Linked DNA regions of Mus musculus: region 1 is linked to region 2. Evidence: chromatin contacts called from public ChIA-PET data. All regions are on one chromosome and are shown on one strand. Each heading gives the region's core, a stretch centred on a gene start, on an enhancer-like site or on the middle of the called end of the contact. The rest is flanking DNA. Distances are from core to core; before and after follow the strand shown. Region 1 holds the start of Kynu (kynureninase). Region 2 has its middle 76 kb from the start of Kynu.

Region 1 (5,511 bases), core at 1,115-3,614, 75 kb after region 2:
ACAAAACTACTATAGGACTTCCAGTTAAAGATTGATGATCAAACAAGAAAAGCATGGGAATGGATAGAAAAGAAAGGAATGTTGTGAGATAATAAAGTCAATTTGTATGTCACAGAACAGAAGAGAATTTGAAAACATACCCTTTGTACAACACAAAAGATATCTGTAATTAGAAGATAGATGATAGACTAGTGATAAGTAGATAAACTATAGATAGATAGATAGATAGATAGATAGATAGATAGATAGATAGATAGATGATAGATAGATAGATAGATAGATAGATAGATAGATAGATAGATAGATAGCAGAGTTCTTATTATTGTATATACATCAGGAAATAAAAAAAACAGTGTTACATAACAGGGTAAAATCTCCAATGTAGAAGCTCATGAGTTCAAAGCCAACCAAAAGCCCCAGCATCCCTGAAGCCAAGAGCGTGTACATATGCACAAAGTAGGAATAGACACAAGGGAATGACCCTTAATGGAATGAGGATTCAAATGTCATAAATGAAGATCGGTTGACATAAAGGTACAAACTAGAGGAAAGCATTTCTAAGTTCAGACTTATGTTATTTAGGATAACAAGATATAACCAGAGCTATGCCTTGCTTAGTGTCCAGCTAGACATGCAAGATTACCATAACCCAGAGCAGTTATAGCTCCACAACTCTGAGCAAAATATATCTCCCTGATTCTGGATAATGAGATGCAAATCCAAGACTACCTGTCAGGACAATAGATTTCCCCTGCTCTAACTGTCTATACCAAAGTGGCATGTGCATATCATAAAACTTTTTTTAATTAAATACAATGATAATTTCGTAATATTGAACATTTAAGGGAACTGGAAAATAATTTAAATTATTAAATATAACCAGTGGGGTAAAGTGAAAGGACAGAATACAAGAAGGAGAAAGAAAAATAGGAGCGATGAACAGAACCAGGCCTCAGGTGCAGAGTCTGCACGCACTACAATAATTGCTCAAAGACTTACCAAATCCATGGCAGCAAGACTGTGACCTGTCTGTCTTTATTTTTCTCTTCAAACCTAGTCAACATGGGGATATGGCGTTCTCTCCTGCAGAGCAGAACAAATTTTCTAAATTTCTAGTGACACAAGACACGAGATGATGGAAAATGAATAGACATATTACAAGCTTTAGATTTTTTGATCCAATTCAAATGAGAATTTTGTAGTTTATGAGTTTAACAGTGGTCAGTAAAGTATCTCCAAGTCGCCTCATGGCATCTATTGTCCTCTTCTAGAAGTTGGGGACAGTACACTTTGTCTGGGTAATTTGATGACAAAAAAGAATGTGTCGAATGGATTTATGTGTCATGGTACAGTGCTTTTCCCCTTGAATTGTTTTTCTCTCTCAATAATCTTGTAAGGAAGATGTGTTTTCTGTTTATCAGGTAGATAGGAGCCTGAGCTTGGGCTACGGTTCAGTGACTTGTCCAGGATTACAGTGAGGACACACAGAGAGGACTGAAAAGGGCCTTGCAGAGGGTGACATGCTGTGGGCTTAGACAAGGCACAGGAGCAAACACGCAGCAACCGAGGCAGTCTCTTCTGTTGTCATTATTCTGAAAATCTTGGGTCTTAGTTTTTATGCCTAATAGGTATTCCTCAAAGGATCCAAGCTCAGATTAGGACAGGAGAGGCAGCTCAAGGATCAGCATTTAAAGAAATAATTAACCTTAATAATATTTTCCAGGCTTCCTTTCATTTGGATTTCCAAGTTCTAACTCTTTCTGTGGTTAATCATACTATCAAGATTTATGACCTCAAAAATTTTAAAGTCCATTTATTAGGCAGTAAAATATTTCGAGGAATTAGTGGACTATATTAATTTTTCTTTTGCAGCAAAGTCCTCTGCCTTTAGGACTGAGCACTTGAGTCAGTGGTAGGTACCACCACACACAGTTTATTTTAAACTTTTGCATAAAACCTGTATTCACTATAAGTCAAAAACCCTGCAATCAAAGTTGATCAGTGGTTCATTGTCTCAAAATCCAGGAGAAATGTGTCCAGAGTTCAAGGAGAGCATTCCTCTGGGTTTGGGATGTTTCAGAGCACAGATTGAAAATAAAGGCAGATGTTGGAGTTCAGCTCTCTGACACAGTGCTCACAGCAGAGCTCCACATAGGTCAAGCAAGTCTCTGCAGGGGTCTAGAACCCACAAGGAAGAATTGGAAGAAGCTGTCAGCAGAGCCAGATGTTTGGCAACCTGGGGTGGGGCTGGGGGAGGGGCAGCATTTTGCTTAGCTTGTGTCAGTGGTTAGAAATTTGCAACCTGATTCAACAGGGTGGGAGGAACTAAAGTTGACAGGCAAAATCCCCACAGGGTGGAGAAGTGAGCAGTTCTTTGGCTAGCTGGGGACAAAGAAAGATCCAGCATCCTCTGAGAAGGTACTGAAGACTACTGTCTGGATCTGAGCAGGTAAGCAGAGAAGAGGTCTGGCTCTGAAGATAAACAGACATTCGCTTCTCCTGTACTTTTCCAAATGGAACTTCTCTCTACTAATAGGGTACAGTCCTTTGGGGATTTCTTTTTCTGTTTTTTTCTTACTGTATAAATGATCTTCATAAACAAACCCGGCATGACCTCCCTTAAAGCCTGTGCCTCGAAACCCAGGCTAGAGAGAACGAACGGATGAGGTTGCAGTCCCAGCAGGTTAGCCAGCCCTCACTGCGGGTTTAAACGGTCAGGAGAACAAGCCCAGGTAAAGAAAAGCCGTGTTTAAAGGAGCTTTCTGATTTCTGGTTTTGTATGTTTGTGTGTCACATTAACATTTAGAGAAGTGAAAGTGGATTTTCTTGAGGGGGACTTTCTTCCCCTTTTATTTTCTAGAGCATTTGGCCTAAGAATAGATTTTTTTTCCTGTATTTGCTAGACAGTTTTTTTTTCTTCCCAGCGTTAGGAATGTGGGAACAAACTCCAGGATCTATTGCTCAGCTAGGCTGGTTGTACTGTGATGTCACATAATTCTCAGCGAGAGTCCTACAGAAGCAGGCTTTGTTGCAGGTGTATATCAACTTTTTACTTCCCCCAGTGAAGTATGAATGTATCTTTACTAGCTTCTAAACTTTGACCTTGGTATCCAATTTCCTCACTTCAGGGTGGGAATGACCCTTTGCTGTGCAAAGATTAGCTACTGAGGACTGGGTTACTGATTGACCTGGTTGACCTTAGACCGGCAGGGTCAGGAGGAGATCTTTAATTTGTTATTCTTTCATTACAACTGATCAGATTTTGGTAAGTGCAATCTTTTACCTGGGAAAATGCAGCTAATAAATAAAACCACGAAGACGGAATTTTCAAAATTTCAAGCCTCAGTATAATTCGAGGACAAAAATCAATTTCCATCAACAAACACTAATCTTTAAAACTATTATGGGCATGCCTCGTGAGTGTGACTTGATGCTGTAGTCTTCTTTAAAAAGTTAAATTGAGCTTTATTTTATATAACAATGGCCGAAGAGTGTTCAGGTGACCTGCACGCCAGCACATGACATGTTCGTTTACCCTTGTAAAATTATACCATGCTAAATACATGAGATATGACATTTGACAGTTATTATAAACTAGGAGTTAATGTCTTTATTTTCAAACGGATCATGTCAATTTACTTGCAAATGATAAGCCTAAACAAGGCGTAAAATGATGTTTTGAAGTATTAATTGTCTTAGCTGGTGGTATGAATGCAGAATTAGGTAGCAATTAGTGCGAGCTAATCAGTTCTCTCTCTTGAGGCAAAGGCCTTGAATGAGCATTGCAGCCTGCGGGACCCTGTGAACAGAGGGGTGCCCCAGAAGGAAACACCATTTCAGGGAAGACATCCCTGTGTCTACTACTATCTCCAATAGAACAAGCCCAGGAGTGTAAAGAGCTACACTTTTGACTCAAGGGATTAGATTTTCCTATAAAGGCATAAAGGCCTGTGCCTGCAACCCCAGGATTAGGAAGCAGGAGATACATGGACTCCAGATAAGCCAAAGCTGCATCATGATGCTCTGTTCCCAAGTACTTTTTAAAAAGGAAATAAATTCCCCTGCAGACCAAGCTGCTGTATAGAATTTATGTGGAACTGAAAAGAGAAAACAGAGAAAAGGAGAATAATTGAAAGCCATTGATTTTCATACTCAGAAAACAGACTAAAAGGAAATGAGAGGCTCCTGCGAGCAGGGGATTTTCTTCCTCTGAAAATGGGGTTTTCTTCCTCTGAGGAGGGGTTTTTCTCTGTGTGTCTGACTGCGTGCCTTCTCAAGAGAGGCCCCGTCTGTCCTGCACTCTCAGATACACTTGGCTATAAGCATTGCCTCAGCCTCTGAGCCCACTTTTAAATCTGTTGCAAACATACTAACACATTTCTTGTTTGTTTGCTTTGGGATAGGGTCTTGCTATAACATCAAGGCTCATGATCCTTCAGTGTCTTCCCCAGTAAGATTACTGAGATACTAGAAATGCACCACCACACCCAACATGATGTGCATTGTTGCCATGAAGTCAGAAGCATTATTTTACCTTTTCAGAGTTATATGCCTGAGTCATAGTAGATGCTCAATAAACATTTGTAGAATCAGCAGTTGAATAGCTAGCTACCTTTTTCACATTTAGAAGGTGTCTACAGTTGTTCACATTACCCATGGCTTTCTCATATCGCTTTGTCGTATGCTAAAATAGTTGTAAGTAACCAGGAAGACCATTTTTAGATGGCTGTTGCTGCTGTTTAAGGCAGCCATATTATGTAGTACAAGCCGGCCTGGAAGGCACTGTATGACTCAGGATGATGTTGAAAGGAAGGAAACACTCTTGCCTCAGTCTCCCAAGTGCTGAGATTATAGGCAGAAGCAAACACTCCTAATTTTATATGTGGGTATTGCTCTTCCAGTCTTTCACAGATTGAAGGAATGTAGCAAAGTTAAAAAAATAAATGGCCACAGAAGACTGCGCAATGTTAACAAATACTCTCTGTGAGGATAAGGGAAGGCTGCTTGGAACATGACAGTGAAGTAACCTAGGAATTGAAATAATCCCACTCAGAATGTACTTGTCCCCAAAGATATATAGTAAAGCTCTCCAACTAACATCCGGAAGAACACGAGGCAGACTCTGAGTTTCACTACAGTGGTTTCTCTAATTGTGTGTCCTATGATCAGACAGAGAAGCACATCCTCCTAGGAGCCGCTGATTCTGCCTCTTACACAGCTCACTGAGCTGTTTGGCTACTTCTGTTCAGCTGTCATCTCCATCTAGAGAAAAACTTACACAAACAATGCTGCTTATAACAATGGTGTGACTATCGTGTGAAATTAAACACGATGCAGCGCCAATAGAATAGACTTTAACCAAGCTGGGAAGAATTCACTGAAACAGGTCTGTGGTAGGAACATGCCTCACAGCAAAGCCAAAGCACTTCCCGGGACGTTTAGGGACAGCCCTGAACAGGCTCCAGGAGCTTCTCACAGAGCTCACTGTCCACAGCAACGTTCTGTGATTCT
Region 2 (5,738 bases), core at 2,317-4,816:
AAACTGTGTGTAGGTACATTGCTTGATTGATACAACAAGATTATACATAAATGACCCATGAGGTGACTGAAAGGATGAGTAATCACTGATAAGTGGATATTAGCCTAGAAGCTCAGAATACCCAAGATAAAATTTGCAAAACACATGAAACTCATGAAGAAGGAAGACCAAAGTGTGCATACTTCAATCCTTCTTAGAAGGGGAAACAAAATGCCCATGGAAGTAGTTACAGAGACAAAGTTCTGAGCAGAGACTGAAGAGACGACCATCCAGAAATAGAAATTGCCCCACCTGGGGATCCATCCCATGAACAACCACCATACCCAGAAACTATGGCAGATGCCAAAAAGAGCTTGCTGATTCGAGTCAGCTGTCTCCTGAGAGGCTCTGCCAGTGACTGACTATTACAGAAGTAAATGCTCACAGTCATACTTTAGACTGAACACAGGGTTTCTAATAAAGGAGCTAGAGAAAGTACTCAAGGAGCTGAAGAGGTTTGCAGCCCCCTAGGAGGAACAACAATATGAACTAACCAGTAACCCCAGAGTTCCCTGGGACTAAACCACCAATCAAAGAAAACACATGGAGGGATTATGTGGCTCTAGCTGCATATGTAGCAGAGGATGGCCTAGTCAGTCATCAATGGGAAGAGAGGCCCTTGGTCCCATGGAGGTTCTATGTCCCAATATAGGGACTGCCTGGGCCAGGAAAAGGGAATGGGTTGGTTGGGGAGCAGGAGGAGGGGGTAGGGGATAGGGGATTTTTGGAGGGGAAACTAGGAAAAGGAATAACATTTGAAATGTAAATAAAGTAAATATCTAATTAAAGAAAGGATGAGTAATGAAAAATTTTTCTTTAATGTAACAGAAAAGGATGAAAAAAAGGAAAGACCAACTTCATTGGTGGATGAAGTCATTTTCTTCAATTTCTTCATTTTCTTCAATGTGACAGAATATTCAAATTTATATAAAGGAGTAAAATTGATTTTCACTCACAGGTATAGTTTTTCTAAGTCATGTAGTTCTCTTGTTTCTGGGTCCATTCACAGGAAGGCCAAGCAAAGTGAAACTTCTTATGATGGATGGACAAGAATCATAGAAACTAACTCAGGAAGAACATGAGATCAAGATATACCATTGAGGTCAAGCATTTACTTTCTCCAGTAAAGCACAGTTTTTCACAATTATGAATCTACCAACAGATTAACTTCTTAATTAAAACAGAGACATCAGAATCCAAACATTTTCCAGGCCCCAGTACTTGGCAAGCATACTCTTAATATACCAGCCTTTGGGGAAACATTCATTCACAGGAATGTTCACAGGAACATTCCCACAACCTTGCAATTATTTTTTTAGTTTGACTACAGATATTGATCCTATTCAGACTTACTTCCAAGTATGATTGACATTTTACTAATAGAAAAAGCTGTGTTAAATATAAGAAGCTTGTTGTCATATCTGAGTCAATATGTAAATTGAAAAACAGAGGAAGCCCTCAGTCTTCATTTCAGATGTACCAGATGCTAAGGCATAAAGATATTTTATATGTAAGGCTTCTAGTGAAAAGTGTTGTGCTTGGATTTCTCTTTTATTGGGCTTGGGATTTTAAAATAGTATAAATATTGTCTTAGAGCAGGTTGATAGCTAAATAAGCCATGGAAATCCCTACACAATACATTTAATAAATATTGGATAAAGCTGTTTGATGTTTGTAATCTTGTCTCTAGCATCCTTTCTTAGTGTGTATAATTAAATACATGAAGGCAGAAATCTGATTTAAAATCATTGCTTGTCCTGGACTATTTCCAGTACATAGAATCACTGGTATTTTGGCATACTGCAATAGAAGAGGTATTTCTGACTACTTAATAACTACTATTTACTCTAAATAAATAGGAATCAAGGAAAAATCCTTGCACCTATGATGCCTCCCAAGATATTGAGAAAAGAACACTACTAGCTGTTCCTTTAGTTCTTCAAGAAATTACAATCTTGGAGCACTTACTTTGCTTAAAGAAACTTCTATATGTGACCTTCTGCAGAATGAAGTCACAGATAGAGTTCCCAGGTAGTAGATTAAACAAAATGGGAGCAAAGTCTAGAGAAGGAAACACACCCTCAAGAAAAAAAAAAAAAAGATTTTTTTTCACCTAAATCAAATACAGTGAACACACTATCTTGCTTGATTTCTGTTAAAAAAAAAAAAAAAAAAAAACAAACTCATATCCATTCACTGTCTTGGTTTTTCTGCTCTCTCTCAAAATGATTAAAAACAAGAAAGATAAAAATGGGTGATACAGCATTTGCCCAACCTGAGTGAGTGAAGTTGATTGTTATTTCTGAGAGTGACAGTGCCTCTGTTTCTATGAAGCAATATGCTTGTGAATGCAGTGGCATTGTCACATGGGTAATGGCTTGGAAGTCCATCAGCTACTTTGCAGTGAAAGATTTTCTAAGGACATGGATATTTGAGCTTCCTACTACTTTTCAAATGGGAAGACCTTGGACAAAAAACATAACAAAAGGAAATGAAAGGAGATGAAATAGCCAATCTACTCTTTAACTCAGTCAATTTACTCTTTAACGCATCTAAGGAAGGAGAAAAGTACTGATACACTGTAGATGTTGTAGCTTCGTTTTCTATAACCTCAGCATCCCCCCAAAGCAAACTGGATACCCATCCAGAACACTGTGATAAGTGATAAGACTTGCCATCAGATAAAGCTCTTCCCAATTTCCATTTTGTATATTTCCCTGACTAGGAACTAGGAAGTGTTGATCCAGTGAGATATCTGCACATCTTTGTGTATGTGCTAAATTCTCCCCTGCTGCTGAAGTGCTCTCCAGAGAAGCTGGACCCTGCTCTTGTCTCTTTTCTCCTCTCCTCTCCTCTCCTCTCCTCTCCTCTCCTCTCCTCTCCTCTCCTCTCCTCTCCTCTCCTCTCCTCTCCTCTCCTCTCCTCTCCTCTCCTCTCCACCTGCTTGGATTAGTTGCACTCTTGGCAGCTCTCCCTACATGTTCCTAGGCCTGAAGTACATTTCATTTTGTCTATAGGACCTGGGAGTATAATATAATGAATTTTTTTTCCATTTCTTATTCCTTAGAGAGGACAGTTTTCAGAACCATGTTGAAATGGCTCAGAATTTATTACTCACTTATATCACATGCGGTTTAAACTTCCAAGGGCATTTATTTAGTAAGCAGGAAGAAGGAAGCAGCCAAAAGGAACCGTGTATCTGAATTTGGGTAGCAGTTAGAGTGAACTGCTTTGAACCCATTCTTCCTATGGGCTGAATTATCTGTAAGAACTGGGATTTGAAAGCCTTAAAGGATGGGAGGGGCTAAAGTTCAATGCTGTACACAACTTTACTTCCATTTCAGTTTACTTTTATACTCAGATGTAACAAAGAAAATAATGATCCAAGGGAAGTTGCTTGAGTTCAGAAAAACGTGTAAATAAACACCAGCAAGCAAATATTAAATATTAACAGAGTAGCCCTTTCCCAGAACACTTAGGACAGACCAGTTTAAACACAATTGCCTGGGATGTAATGCAGATTATATCTGGGAAAGAATGAAAGCAAGGCTGAAGGACATATCCAGGCTCAAGGTGCACTGAGGACAGCACTCAGCCTATCCTTTCACCAGAATGGATTCTACAGCTATGTTCCCACATACAACAACAACAACAACAACAACAATAACAACAACATGTCTTAAAAATTGAATGTAAATGTTTGTTGCAGGAAGCACCCAAACACATCCAATAATAATACAGGGAGCACACTGCTCCTGAGGTAAAAGGTTTTCTGTCTTTTATCTGGAGCCTCTCTCACAGCTCTCCGAGACATTGTTCACTAGCCACCATGCTTTTGGCCTTTTGCACAAGGAAGCCTTGTTAATAAACACTGACTTCTGTTTTCCATCTCATTTCTACCCAAAGTAGACTAGATTAGTTTGTTTTCTTTTCCTGCTTCAAAAACTCTAAAATCCTGAAGTTAAAACTTTTGCCATGGGCTCAGCTGTTAATAGTACTTGAGGCTCTTGCAAAGGACCTGGGTTCAGCTCCTACCGTCCAAAAGGTGCTCACACTCACCTGTAAGCTCAGTTTCAGGGATTATATCATCCTCTTCTCTTGACCTCCATGGGCACCAGGCATATATTTGGTACACATAGATGCATGCATGCGAAAGATTCATGCATATAAAATAATAAATTTAAAATATAAGGGGATTTTTCACTGAAAGAATCATCTTGAATTTCAGTGTGACTAGCTTTAGGAGTTTACAGTATATTTGTTTCCTACAGCTTTTACAATTTTTGGACAAGGCCAGTGGTGAGTGAGGCTGATAGCAAAGTATCGAATTAATAGGAAGTAATGAAATGTATATGCATGACAAGTTTATTTTAACATCAGATTATGTCAACATTCATGAGGTAGAACTTTGGTTTTAACAACTGACTACAAATGCTACAAAATCAGGCAGAGCTTTCTGTTGAGGTGGCCACTATGGATATGCACACCCTGTAACTGTCTCATGCATCCTAAAACCCTTATTAGCTCCTCTTTTTAGCATTTTCAAGAGCTGGGTGGAGCCAGTAGAACTTCAGTCAGAGCATTGTCTAGAATAAAGAAGACCCGCACATACACACTGGATGTACAGTGAAGTAGGTAAGTCTATACAGCAGCAACAGACAGGGTGGTTTTAGAGACAGTTCATCATCATTTCAAGATGGTCAATGGTCAAAGTAAAGACTACTTATCACAGAGCTAGCAAGAGTTTGTACAAAATGTGGGAAACAACTCTATATCCTTCTTTGCATTTCATGAAACTACAGTAAAGAAATTCATCATTAAGTGTTTAGCAAAATTCCTAAAGTACTTTAAAGTAACCTAGATCTTCATTACATGAATTCTTGTGTGTCTACGCACATGTTTATGTCTGTGTGAGCATGTTTTGTATCCAGAATTTGATGTTTGGTGTCCTGTTCAATCAAGTTTCACTTTGTCTTGCAGTAAAGCCAGAGTCACTGACTCCCCAAGAAACCTGCAGCCTCAACCTCTGCATGCTGTGATTATATGCCCTTCCCCCAAGTACTGGTGTTTTCAATGAGTGCAGGGGATATGAAGTTATACCACCATGTTTGTGGAACAGGTCCTTCTCTTGTACCATGTCTCTAGTTCCAGAGGTGCATACCTGCATGCATGAATGCATGCATGCATTTGTGCATCCACAAATGTCTGTTAACTTGTGTGTGGCATTCTTGGATTTCTACTTTGTAGATGACAACATCGTGTGGCACTGTTAACAGTTTGAACACTCCTGCAAGTATGAAGACTACTTATCATGCCATTAACACCTCAAAGCGACCTTAGGAGGTCATCACTGTTTTAAAATCCAGAGATGAGTAAAGTTAAAATCGAGAATCCTTAAAAATAGTTTTTCCAACTCCAATCCTTGACTGCGATATTATAAAGAAATAAAGATATAACATTGTAAGTTGTATAAAAGGTTTTCTTACAGTAGAAATGTAAATGGTTGATTAAAATTTACTGCTCTAGTTATTCTAAATGTTCCTGTATCTCACTTAAGAAAACACACAGGGATTTCAGGTATGTATCTAGCAAACCTAGCTCAAGATCAACACTCCTCAGTAACATTGTGTAAAATAACATATGGGGCCATTAAAAATTAGAACTTGCCTTAACATTTTTAGCATACAAAATTGCTGTCA

The links. ChIA-PET counts read pairs in DNA pulled down with a chosen protein or histone mark.
Region 1: a contact with region 2 is called in an H3K27ac ChIA-PET map of liver, with 3 times the contacts expected there. The contact joins the promoter of Kynu here to the enhancer-like site in region 2. A contact is called at or near these places in 4 of 39 promoter capture datasets (the SN4741 cell line, liver and macrophages), 6 of 484 Hi-C or Micro-C datasets (the G1E-ER4 cell line and liver), 4 of 115 datasets of contacts at active chromatin or transcription factors (hepatocytes, large pre-B cells and liver) and 1 of 9 other capture datasets (liver).

The regions. Positions count from the first base shown.
Region 1 is chr2:43,552,961-43,558,471 of GRCm38.p6, forward strand. It overlaps Kynu (kynureninase), which reads left to right and starts at 2,365. Exons shown (of 14, transcript NM_027552.2): 1 at 2,365-2,449.
Region 2 is chr2:43,476,590-43,482,327 of GRCm38.p6, forward strand. No RefSeq gene overlaps it. Among named protein-coding and RNA genes, the nearest start is that of Kynu, 76 kb to the right of the region's middle. Within about 2 kb of position 3,567, at least 2 of the 459 cell types and tissues checked have an H3K27ac peak or open chromatin away from gene starts, as enhancers often do. A contact at or near this core is called in hepatocytes and liver, where this site is marked.